3 separate regions of the Gossypium hirsutum genome follow, and regions 1 and 2 are each linked to region 3. A link is a contact called in public Hi-C data. All regions are on one chromosome and are shown on one strand. Each heading gives the region's core, a stretch centred on a gene start, on an enhancer-like site or on the middle of the called end of the contact. The rest is flanking DNA. Distances are from core to core; before and after follow the strand shown.

What was found. Hi-C and Micro-C count contacts between places; a contact is called where the count stands out from the background.
Region 1: a contact with region 3 is called in a Hi-C map of leaf, with 2.3 times the contacts expected there. The contact joins the promoter of LOC107950715 here to the promoter of LOC107950137 in region 3. A contact is called at or near these places in 3 of 34 Hi-C or Micro-C datasets (all in leaf).
Region 2: a Hi-C map of leaf shows a contact between it and region 3, with 1.9 times the contacts expected there. The contact joins the promoter of LOC107950123 here to the promoter of LOC107950137 in region 3. A contact is called at or near these places in 2 of 34 Hi-C or Micro-C datasets (both in leaf).

The regions. Positions count from the first base shown.
Region 1 is chrD03:35,386,069-35,389,758 of Gossypium_hirsutum_v2.1, forward strand. It overlaps LOC107950715 (2-keto-3-deoxy-L-rhamnonate aldolase), which reads right to left and starts at 1,453. Exons shown (of 1, transcript XM_016885636.2): 1 at 132-1,453. The coding sequence starts at 1,343. The coding sequence ends at 300.
Region 2 is chrD03:36,120,959-36,124,660 of Gossypium_hirsutum_v2.1, forward strand. LOC107950123 (protein NTM1-like 9) reads right to left here and starts at 2,211. Exons shown (of 6, transcript XM_041090022.1): 1 at 1,873-2,211; 2 at 1,295-1,577; 3 at 918-1,193; 4 at 425-808; 5 at 1-235. The coding sequence starts at 1,895.
Region 3 is chrD03:35,761,560-35,765,643 of Gossypium_hirsutum_v2.1, forward strand. LOC107950137 reads right to left here and starts at 1,535. Exons shown (of 8, transcript XM_016884920.2): 1 at 233-1,535; 2 at 1-133. The coding sequence starts at 322. LOC107950136 reads left to right here and starts at 1,773. Exons shown (of 11, transcript XM_016884918.2): 1 at 1,773-2,250; 2 at 2,343-2,495; 3 at 2,771-2,824; 4 at 2,997-3,023; 5 at 3,459-3,570; 6 at 3,648-3,704; 7 at 3,896-4,006. The coding sequence starts at 2,116.

The DNA.
Region 1 (3,690 bases), core at 203-2,702, 380 kb before region 3:
TGTTCTTGGTCTTCATCCTACTGGAAAATTGACCAATTGACCGGAATCCCGTGAGAAAAGAGTTTAGAATTTCATTTCAGGTTTGTAAATGGAAAGTAATGTTTCATAGAAAAATATTGTTATGCCAAATGGAACTCAAAACATGGTTGAAGTCTCATAGATAAATTGAAGAACTGAATTGGAACTCGATTTCATTGCCCTCTAAGAAACCAAGCCGTTCAACTACATTTACAAAAAGGATTGCAACCAAACGATAAACGCAAACAGCAAACCAAAATGAAATTTTCTATCTATATTTTTTATTCACTCCAATACTTCTCATCGGAATCTTTATCATCATCGGAATAATCAGAATCAGCATTGAGACTAATCTTAAACTTCCTAACATCCTCCACCACCGCATTTCTGAACAACCCAACATCAACGGCACCGGAAACCATATGATACCCGCGCTTCCCGAGCGCCTCCGGCGGATCATGTGGCATTGCGAAACCGGCCAAGAAGGCTCCGCCGTCTTTCCGGTCGGACTTAAGCACTTCTCTCTCCGCCGTCCTCAACATCTCCCTTACCTTCTTGTGACCCGGGTCCCAGAGGTAACCCAGGCTAGCACTTAAATCCAACGGACCCATTTGAATACAGTCTACCCCTTCAACGGCGGCGATTTCTTCCACTTTTTTTACACCATCTACCGTCTCGACTTGGCACATTATTAACAGATCCTCCTTATAGTTGCTCAGATACCCTTCGTTGATTCCGTAGTTCGAAGCTCTCACCACCGTGTGAGCGGATCCACGGATTCCGTTGGGAGGGAAACGGCAATACGACACCGCCTTTCTAGCGTCTTTAGGGGAGTCGATCATTGGAAACATGATCCCTTGTGGACCAAGGTCAAGGGCTTTTTTGGCCCAAACTGCGGAGGACTCAGGGAGGCGGATGATGGCTGGGGTGTTGGTCGTGGCGACAGCGCGGAGCATTTGGAGGGACTCATGGATTCCCCCGGGGCCGTGTTCCATGTCGATGACTACAAAGTCGTAGCCAGAGAAGGCGACGATCTCAGCCAAAGTGGGGGAGAATGAGAGGAGGAAGATGCCGTAGAGGGTTTCGCCGTTGCGGAGGCGAGATTTGAGGGAAGGCGGGGAGGTAGAAGGGGAGGGATTAGGGGAGCATTGGAGAGGGGAAAGAGAGGAGAATTTGGTGGGGATTAAGGGTTTCAGTGAGGAAATGGAAGGCCTGAAAGAGGGAAAGGAGAGGGATTTGGAAGAAATGATGGGAATACGTTTTCCGTTGGAAATTTTCCGGGCGCCGGCAACGGCACCTGCGGTTGTGTTGGCGAGTGAGGCCATCTGCTGTAGTTGGGTACTTTGGGTTTAACGAAGAAACCCTTAAAAAGTGAAAAATATGAGTGAGTTGGTACTTGGTAAGAGACGTATGCGAGAGTGACGAGTGTTTACCGTAGATAATACGGATTCGTATAATTTATATTTTATAAATTCAGAAACTTTAATTACTATTTATAATAAATTTCAAAGTGAATATATTAACATAAGTTGTTTTTTTAATTTTGTTTTATTTTTTGCTTATATTTTAAAAATGTAAAAAATTAATTAAGCTTTATAATTAACTAAAATAATCAATTAAGCCCTTTCGTTAATGATTTCTATCATTGATCATGTGGACCGTTAAAATAATTTAGACGAATCAATCAAATAGTGACACGTGATAACTTCTGATTTAATTTAATATTTTTCTCATAAAATTATTAAAAAATATTAAAAATTAGAAAACTTATAAATAATATTAAAAATATTAAAATTGATATTAACTTATTAAAATTATAAAAAAACTTATAAAAATCTAATAAATTATAATAAATTATAATAAAAATATAAAATTATTTAAAATATTAAAATTAAAAATGTATTAGAATTATTAAAAAATAATTATAAAATTGTAAATAATTATAAAAAAATATTAAAAATATTAAAATTGATATAAACTTATAAAATTTATAGAAAAAAAAAACATAAAAACTTGAATTGGACCGATTAGCTCAAAATTGGCTAAGGTATCGGTCAAGGGAAAGCCTGAATTTATTAAAAAATAAAAAATCGTTCAACTGCTCGGTTCTAGGTCAACTGGTCTAATAGCTTTCTCTGGATCAATACCCTTGTCAATTTCGATTTAATCAACCCAACCGATTGATTCGATCTAGTTCAAGTTCTTATAATTTTTTTTTATAATTCATATAAGTTTATATCAATTTTAATACTTTTAGTAATTTTATAATTTTTTATGATTTTTATAGAATTTTAATATGTTTTTATAAAATTTTAAATATTATAAATACATTTTATTACTTTTATAATTTATTAGAATTTATTAGATTTTTATATTTCTGATAATATTTATAAGTTTATATCAATTTTCATTTTTTATTATACTTTTTAAAATATTTTTTAAAAAATTATCTTTTTTTATTATTTTTATTATTTTTTTTGTGATTTTGTGATGTTTTTATGAGAAAAAAAATTAGATTAAACTAGAAGCTACCATGTGTCACCATTTGATTGGTCTGTCAATTTATTTTAATGTCCTACATGATCCGTTAACAAAGGAGCTTAATTGATTATTTTATTTAATGATTGGGGCTTAATTAGGTGTGAATTTAATACAAGGTCTTAATTGATTTTTTTTTACATTTTTAAAGATTTTTTAACATATAAACTTTTTATTTTTATGGATAATATTAATAGATGGTTCTAAATATTTGAATCCATCCTCCTCTTTACCTTTTAAAATTTTTAACTCATTAAATTTATTGGTTTCAAAGTAATCATACTTAGATTTAATGAAGATAATTAATTGATTGAAATTTAATTTTTTTGGCTCGTGCTATACACAAGTTTTAATAGCTATGTTAATATTTAATTGATTTATTATAATATAGTTTTAAATTTAATTTTTTTATTTAATTAAATATTTAAAAATAAAAAATAAAAATTAAGTTAGATAAAAAATTGCGAACCTTAAACACAATTAAAAATAATGTAATTAGAAAAAAAATAAGTATAAAACCAAATATATATATTAAAAATTACATACTAGCTAAAATATTTTTATGGGTGCATAACAAATATAAATACAAGAGCTAATTACACTAAACGTTCTCAAACTATAATTAGATTCTAAATTAGTCTCTAAACTTCAAACGTTCTAACAAAGTCTCCAAGTTATCAATATCGTTCCCATAAGGTCTTTCAATCAACAATTTTGTTAACTTTTCTTTTATATAAAATAAAAAGTAATTAGTGTTATAATTAAAATAATTTTTAGATTTATAATCAATTACAATATTATTTGATTTTATTATTTTTATAAAAATAATTCGAATTCTTCCTTTTTATATCGAATAAAAAAATAATGGTTTATATTATAAATAATATTTTATTGCTATTGCGGATGAGAAAATCTGAAAGTTACAACCAGAGATTTAAATTGTGGTCGCGGTCGCGTTTTCGGTCACGTCGCGTTTGTCGCGGTCGCGAACATAACGGACGCTATTGCAGTCACTGCGGGTATCGCGATCGTGAATTTTTTAAAATTCGCACAATTTATTATAAAACATAGTAATTATAATTATAATTATAAAAAGTCATTTTTAATGATTTTTAGAGTTTTGAATATTTGGAC
Region 2 (3,702 bases), core at 961-3,460, 360 kb after region 3:
TCCTCAGACTGGTTAATTGTTGCAAATTATTAAAATCACCAATTGCAGAATTAGTAGATGAAGTTGCTTGGCCAACGCAATAGTTTTCAGGACCACCAATATGTCCACCTATGAATACTGGATCATATGGCGCAGTTTGGGTAAGGCTGGACTCTAAGGAAGTTAGCATTTGCACGGAGTTCTTGTCATCAACAAACCCACCAGGCCACCCAGGACCTCCAACGTCCGACTCATTCTGGTAAAGAATTTCAAAACATAAAAAATTAAGTTAGAATCCAACTGTAAACTAAATCTCATTGCCTTCAAAGTGAAAAACAAATGCAAAAAATGAGGCAGAAACTCAAACTCAAGCTTTAGAAAACCAAACAGGAAACAACTAATGGCTACATACAAAGGAAATAAATGCTAGAAGTTATCTCTTTACCTGAACTGGCAACATTTCATTGTATATGCCATTTTCTTTGACATAGGAGGTTTCTGGTGGCATTGCCTTCGAAATGAATGCATTACCAGACAAGGGCATTTCGGTTCCAGCAACCAAGTTTTTCCAACTGTTAGACTCTTCAGAGAAGTTAGCACGGTTATTCAAGGCCTCATCCAACAATGGGAAAGATATATCTTGTTTGCTAGTCCCATCCTGGAAATGGGATCCATTTTGATCATGGCCAAAGTCGCTTGCATAAGGGGAATCCATATAGGGCGGCAGATCTTCAAAAAAATGTGAGTTCATTGGTGAGAAGACTTTATAATCAATTTCATCACAATTTGGTTCATACAAGTCTGAATTGCTTCCCAAGAGCGGATATTTCTGTGTTAATAAGCAAGAAAACAGTTCTTGTCAAGAGTCATGGTATAGTCAATATAAAACAATGATGCATGCAACAATGCTAGAATATAGATAACTTGTTGACTTCTACCAAGGTTTCTTCAGCTGCGTGATCTTCTGCATCAGAAGTCATATGACTATTGCAGCAGCTGTCACCCGTTATTTGACCATTTCGCATGGAAGTATCGGGATTCTGAGCTTGTGTCTCAGATGATATGGTATCTTGGAGAAGATCCGATGATGTATCATCATCAGGAGCAGATTTTGTCATGGCAGCCGAACATACGGTTTGTTCAACCTCATCGTACTTCACAATATCATTCTTCTCTTCCGGTTTATGAAACAATCGACATAGAACAAAAGCACTCTGCACCAAGAAAAAGGGTCCAAGTCATATAGTCATTCTTGTTTTTATTTGAATCAAACCCTTAACTAAGAATAGCAAGCCTAAAAATTAAGAAGGAAAACCTGGCCAGGGGCGGTGCCATCAAGGTCCTCTATAGTGGGACGGTACTCATGCATGATCCAGTAAGTACGCTGGCCCTTGGGAGCACGGCCCTTGTAAAAAACCAAAGTCTTCTTCATGCCAATCAGTGATTTTTTAGACTTAATGGTTCGATCCTTACCCGTTGCTTTCCAATATCCTTTATCCGTAGCTCTGTTGGAACGATGGCTGTTCGGGTACTTCCTATCAAGCGGGCAAAAGAAGAACCACTCTGGATCGTCCGATTTTATCACCGACAGTCCTGTATTTAAATTCAACCATCCCAGCAATAAAAATTCAGAATTTAACTAATTTTGGAACATAAAAACTTTTTTTCGCAGAGAGGAATTTCAAAAAAAAAAAACCCGTAAGTTTACCTCAAATTGCAAGTTGGAGGAATCGAATTTATGAAATAAAATGTATATTAATTTCATATATTGAGCGAATAAAGCAAAATTTTCAGCTGACGCTTTGGCTAAGGCTAAGGTATCAAAGAATCAAAACAATACTTAAACCAATAATTTCTTTCTTACGCAAAAGAAAAAGAGAAAAAAAGAAATACCAGGCAAATCCCATGGCTCCCATTTGCAGACATCGATTTCAGGAATGACACCAACCTCGGAATGACGACCGTTGATCTTCAATCTAAGGTAATGATTGATGAGCTCCTCATCAGTCGGCCTGAACCTAAACCCTAAAGGCAACGTTTCCATCGTTAAAACTGCCATCCTTTGCTAGTTTTCAAAAAAATAAATCTCGATTCTGAGTAAAATTGTCTTCTTCTTCTTCAGTGACTATCCAACTAGATTACTTAGGTAGGTAAATTAGTTGATTTTCAGTTGAGAGCTCCGTCGGGTCGCTTTCGTCGTAGGGTAAAGCCGCAAAGCCAAGTAAATGTGATATTGGTTTTTATTAAAGCTTTTTCTATTGGTTTTTATTAAAAGAGAAAAAAGAAAAAAATTATTTTGCCTCGTGCGCCCGGCTGTCTATAATATTGTGATATTTGACCAGAAACTTTTTTATTTGGTTCATTCACGTGCTTTTCTAGTGTTCTATATATATATGGACTAATTGCAACCAGATTTAGATTCTAAAATTACTACTAAACTTCAAAATATATTAATTAAGGTTAAAATGTGCTTCAAGTCCTTGTATTCTTTGTACATATGAACTTTATTCCTCTTACTTTTATTTTAATGAATTTAGTCCCTCTGCTTTTCAGATTTAAAAATACATGTTCAATTGTTAACATGGCCGTGAAGTGAGATTTTCTTTTAAAATTTCAAAATATTGCATCAATAAAGTTAAGAAAAAAATTAACAACTTAATAATTAGATCTAAAATTTGAAATTTAAAAAGTAGAAAGACTTAATTATTAAAAATAAAAATATAAGGACTATGTAAAGAAATCTTAAACTTTGACTGAAAATTGCTTACAGAAAAATTTTGATATTTTATTATATTTGGATGATTCCACGTAATCATTTGATTTTTTTAAAAATCATTTTTCAAAGTTATTTTAAATAAAAATGCATAATAAAAATTATAAAATATTATGGAAATATTGCCGTTTGACAAACTAGTAATGACTATATTATCTCATATAAATTTAATATTAACTTAATTTGAAGTTATAGGTATGATGTTGGACGGTGAAAACACCGGAGCCAAAAGGATAAATGAAAACAAATATTCATTTACACTATTAAAATATTATTACTAAATATTTAAAAATTATCATTTATATATTTAATAATAATAAATTAATAAAAAATATTTTTCAATAAAATATTAAGAATACTATTTAAAAATTAAAATAATTATTAATGTTGAAGTCTATTATCAAAATAATATTATAATATTAGATATCAATATTTTAATATTTTTAAAATGAAAATTATTATTAACATAATAATATTTTACTCAATTCAAATTAATTTTATGTAAATATTATATTACTTATAAGGGAGTTTTTTTCTTTAAAAAAATGGTCTTTTGTTTTTTTTAAAAAAGACAATTTCATAAAAAAAAGCTTATATGTCAAAAATAATCATTAAAATATGCAAAAAAATTCAATTAAGTTTATGCAATAAATTCGCACTCAATTAAGTCCTTTCTATTAACTAAAATAATCAATTAAGCCCCTCCGTTAACGATTCCTGTCATTACTCACGTTGACCGTTAAAATAAATTGATGAACCAATCAGATGGTGACATGCGGCAACTTCTGAGTTAATCTAATATTTTTCCATTAAAATATTAAAAACTTATAAAAATCAGAAAAAAATTTATAAAAATATAAAAAAATTTTAAAAATTTAAATATTAAAAAATATATGAAAATTGATTTAAACTTTTAAAAATTATAAAAAATTAATAAATACTATCAAAAA
Region 3 (4,084 bases), core at 285-2,784:
GCATATATTGAATTATAGACTCGTTTTGCTTCAACTCCATTTTCATCTGCTGGTTTTCAGTTTGCATCTGCTTGAAGATTGGGAGCATTTCATAGTACTTGGTCTTCACCTGTTCAAGCTCCTCTAGCCTCCTCTTCAATTATAAATAAACACTCATTAATTAATTAAAGACATAAATAAACAATGGGAAAAAAGGAAAGAAAGAAATTTGATGACGGGTTAATCACTGTACTTTAGTTTTCTGCCTGTACTGTACGCAACGGGCGTTATGAGCATCCTTTTGAGCTCGGGTTTTCCCCGATTTGGTACCTTTACCCTCCATTAATGAGCTTCAGTAATATACCACTATTTTCTTCTAACCTTCACTAAGTTTTTGACTTGTTTTCTGTTGTAAAACTTTAGCTGCATCTCGATTTTATTACCCACAATTATCTACTATCAACTATTTTCCGTTCCAAACCATTTGATTTGCCTGAATCTTTCGAAAACTTGATGATTGACTCGAAGTCAACACTTCTAGATAAAGAACAAAACTGAAGAACAGGGGAGATACGAACAAAAGGAAGAAAAAAAAAAGAACAGGGGAGATAGCTCAATAGATAATGATAAACCTTTCTAAAGTCTAAAGGCTAAGAAAAAGAAAGTGATGATCTGAGATTTACGAGGATAAAGTGGCCACTGGCAGCTCCCCCCGTTTATATTAAGCAAGGGAAGGTTGACTAAACTCGCGTCTCATCGCGAGCTCTGTGCTCGCGCGAACATTCCGTATTTAATTTTGTCTCTCCCTTTTTTGGCAGGATTACTTTTGCCATTTAGACAAGCGTAATATATGATGTTATAAAACAATATTATAAATAAATCAAAATATTTCTTTTACGATAATGATATTTATAATAATGAATTCTTATTTTTTTAGGTTTTTAATTTAATTTGATTTTTAAAAAAAATTATGCATAAAATTATATATCACATATAAAATTTAAAATTATTATTAAGTTTCAACCAATTAAAAATACATATTTAAATACATTCGAATTTATATATTTTTTATTGTTACAATAGCATTGAATTAAGTTACGATCAATTTTTAAAGAATTGAATTACAAAAGCTTTTTTTTCGCAATACATGATTTTGTTGCAGGTTTTGATCTTTGGATTCAATAAAAGAAATCTTCTTCAAAGATTTTAAGTTGTAGATTTTTAAAAAATTATTTTGTTTGTAGTCATTATTTTAAAAATTAATTTTCAAATGCATGGTTCTTAAAAAATTAATTTATCAAATATAAATAAAAAAAGTTATTCGCTTTTTGATTTATCTATGCTAAATTAGTAAATTTAATGTAGGAGGATGTAGGTTCGAGCATGCTAGAACTTATTATCCTCCTATTTATGGGTTAGAAATAATTTTAAACATTATGTCAAAAAGAAAATATATGATCAAAATATTAGAAGAAAACTATATAATAAGAATGGTTGAAACCAAACGAATAAATGGATCTGAAACATATAATACATGAAAATTAATAAATTAAAGGCAAAAAGAAAAATTGTGATTCATTTATCCCCCTTCTACTCTTTAAGCGTGGCGTGTCCTATACTATTTAATAAAAGAAATAACACTTCACTTACCCAGCAGCCATATATGACAAATCATTCTCCTCGCGATGATACTCGTACGACGATCTCGTCGGATAGCAAGCGTGGCGTGCCTCGTCGCCACATAACACTCAAGTTTTTTGGAAGTTTCTAATTGTAAGCCAAGGTATTAAACAAAATGTTAAATGGGCAGCATTTTAATACAAGAGGTAAGCAAGGCTTTAGTCTTAAAAATGAAAAAGAAATTGTAATTTAATTTTTTGTAAATGATAAGATTATAAATTAATAATATAATAACTCCTCAAAAATAAAAGTAAAAAAAAAAATAGAATCACAAAAACTTATAAATATCTGAAAAAGAAAGTGAGATACCTGAGTATTTTAGACAATGTGAATATGAATTCCAATTGAACGCTCGCGCGATGGAAACGCTCGCGAAATGGAGATCTAGACTACTTCTTCGAATTCCTTTTTCTTTCTTTAGGATGATAATCAGTTTCTTTTCTTCAAAACCTCAAAATGGAAGAGCAAAAGGGAAAAAAACAGCATCGAGCAAAGATGCAGGGTACAGGTGGCGGTGCTGAAGCTGGAAGCCATTCCAAACGACCTCGTACCGGTCCTGAAAGGCATAAACTGTATCGAGAGATAAAAAACGTAAGAGTGATTCCTTAAACCATCATCGATTTTTTTTCCTTTGTTTATATATGTCTTCATTCAATCCTTGCCTTGTGTTTTCATGACTAAAGTGGATGTTTGAGGAGCTTCAACTCGTCGAAATAGATTATCACGAAAAGCTTCAAGAGTTGGCCGAGAACAAGAATGAGCTGGAGCGATGCAGATCAGAACTTGGAGATAAGGAAAATGAGATCCAACAACATAGGGCAACTCTTGAGGCACAGGTTCTGCACTGCCCATTTCTCTCTCCTTTTACACTAATATGGTGTCATGTCAATAGTACTAATTAACTTAAACAATCATAAATTAGTTTGAATCACATGCTTGGTTTTGTATATACTAATATATGATGATTATAATTAAGAGTATTTTGCAACATGTTTGGTCTTGATTCTTAGATCACATAGTTTCAGTGGAACACGGGAAACCTAGGGTTAAAGTGGAAATAAAGAATTGTGCTTTTTCCCTAAGCATTTATATGATAATTGTGTTTTCTCAGAAAGCAAGCATGGAATTGATGGAGCAAACCGTCGTTCATATAATGGCACACTTGGTACGGAAATTTGTATAGTATTAACCGTTTCTCTCTTTTTCTTACTAAAGATCTGTTGCTTATATATTTTTATAACAATATATTTATTATGCTTTTTACTCAGTACCCAACACTTGGTTAAATCCATGTTATCTTCTAATCGGATGAGTAATTCATTTCTCTTCAATTGCAGGGGCTTAACTGTACTTCTTTTAAGGAGGTATGCCAATTATTTGTATTTAATAATTCTGAGTTTCTGATACATTAGTTGAGTGATGAATAGGGGTGTAATCGAGCCGAGTCAAGCCTGAATACTGTCAAGTTTGAGCTCAATTGAACATCTATTTTTAAGCTCGTTTACCAATTTTTATATTCAAGCTCAGCTCAATAATTAAGCTTAGGGTTAATAATATATATTAAGGGCAACAATGTAATTTAGTAATATAAAAATATGAAAAGTTTGATAAGGCTCGCGAGGCGTTTGAGTCAAGTATTACTAAACTCGTGTTCAGCTCGATAGATAGCTCGAGTTGCTTGAGCTCAACTCAATAATTACCAAATCGAATTCAAATTTTTTTCGAGTTGAACTTGAGTAACTTACAAGCACTAGTGGCTCATTTACACCCCTAGTGTTGAACTTTATTCTTCATTGCAGATGGAAGAACGGTTTCTGGCGCAGAAGTATGTGGGAGATCATCAAGGTTCAGCAACTGTGACCGCCAACTTTCAAACTTCCATGGCTGATTTTTGTCAGCCAATGGGTCTTGGTAATTTTATAAGCCACAAGCCACCCCTTGATTAAATTGCTTAGTGTTGTATTATTGACTTTTAACAATGTTTTCAGGCCAGTACCAAACCAGCATTGCTGCCTCTACTGCTGCTGGCTCATCCTCTTCTGCAGGTTTTTGGATTTGTCATCATATATTTTGGTTCATCCTGTTGATCTTTTTCCTTTTTTTCTCAATTTTTGGCATAGGATTTACATGTTTTGTGGTATTAAAGTTTTTGTTTTCTTTAATGTGAAAATTAGTTAATTTAACTCTTTGATTACATGCTCTTCTTATGTCTCTCTAAATTTCCTTGTTAATTTAGGAGTTTGGATTAATTCTGCTGCACGCTCTCCCTTTGGCACAAATGATATCTTGTCTGAGTATGGTGATCCGAACAATATTGGTAACCATTTCGGCAGTGACCTTGCTGCTGGTAATAAATTTAGTTTTTTGCATTTATCACATTGGTTTATCTTGTTTAATGTATTTTCTTTAAATCAGCCCTCCAATT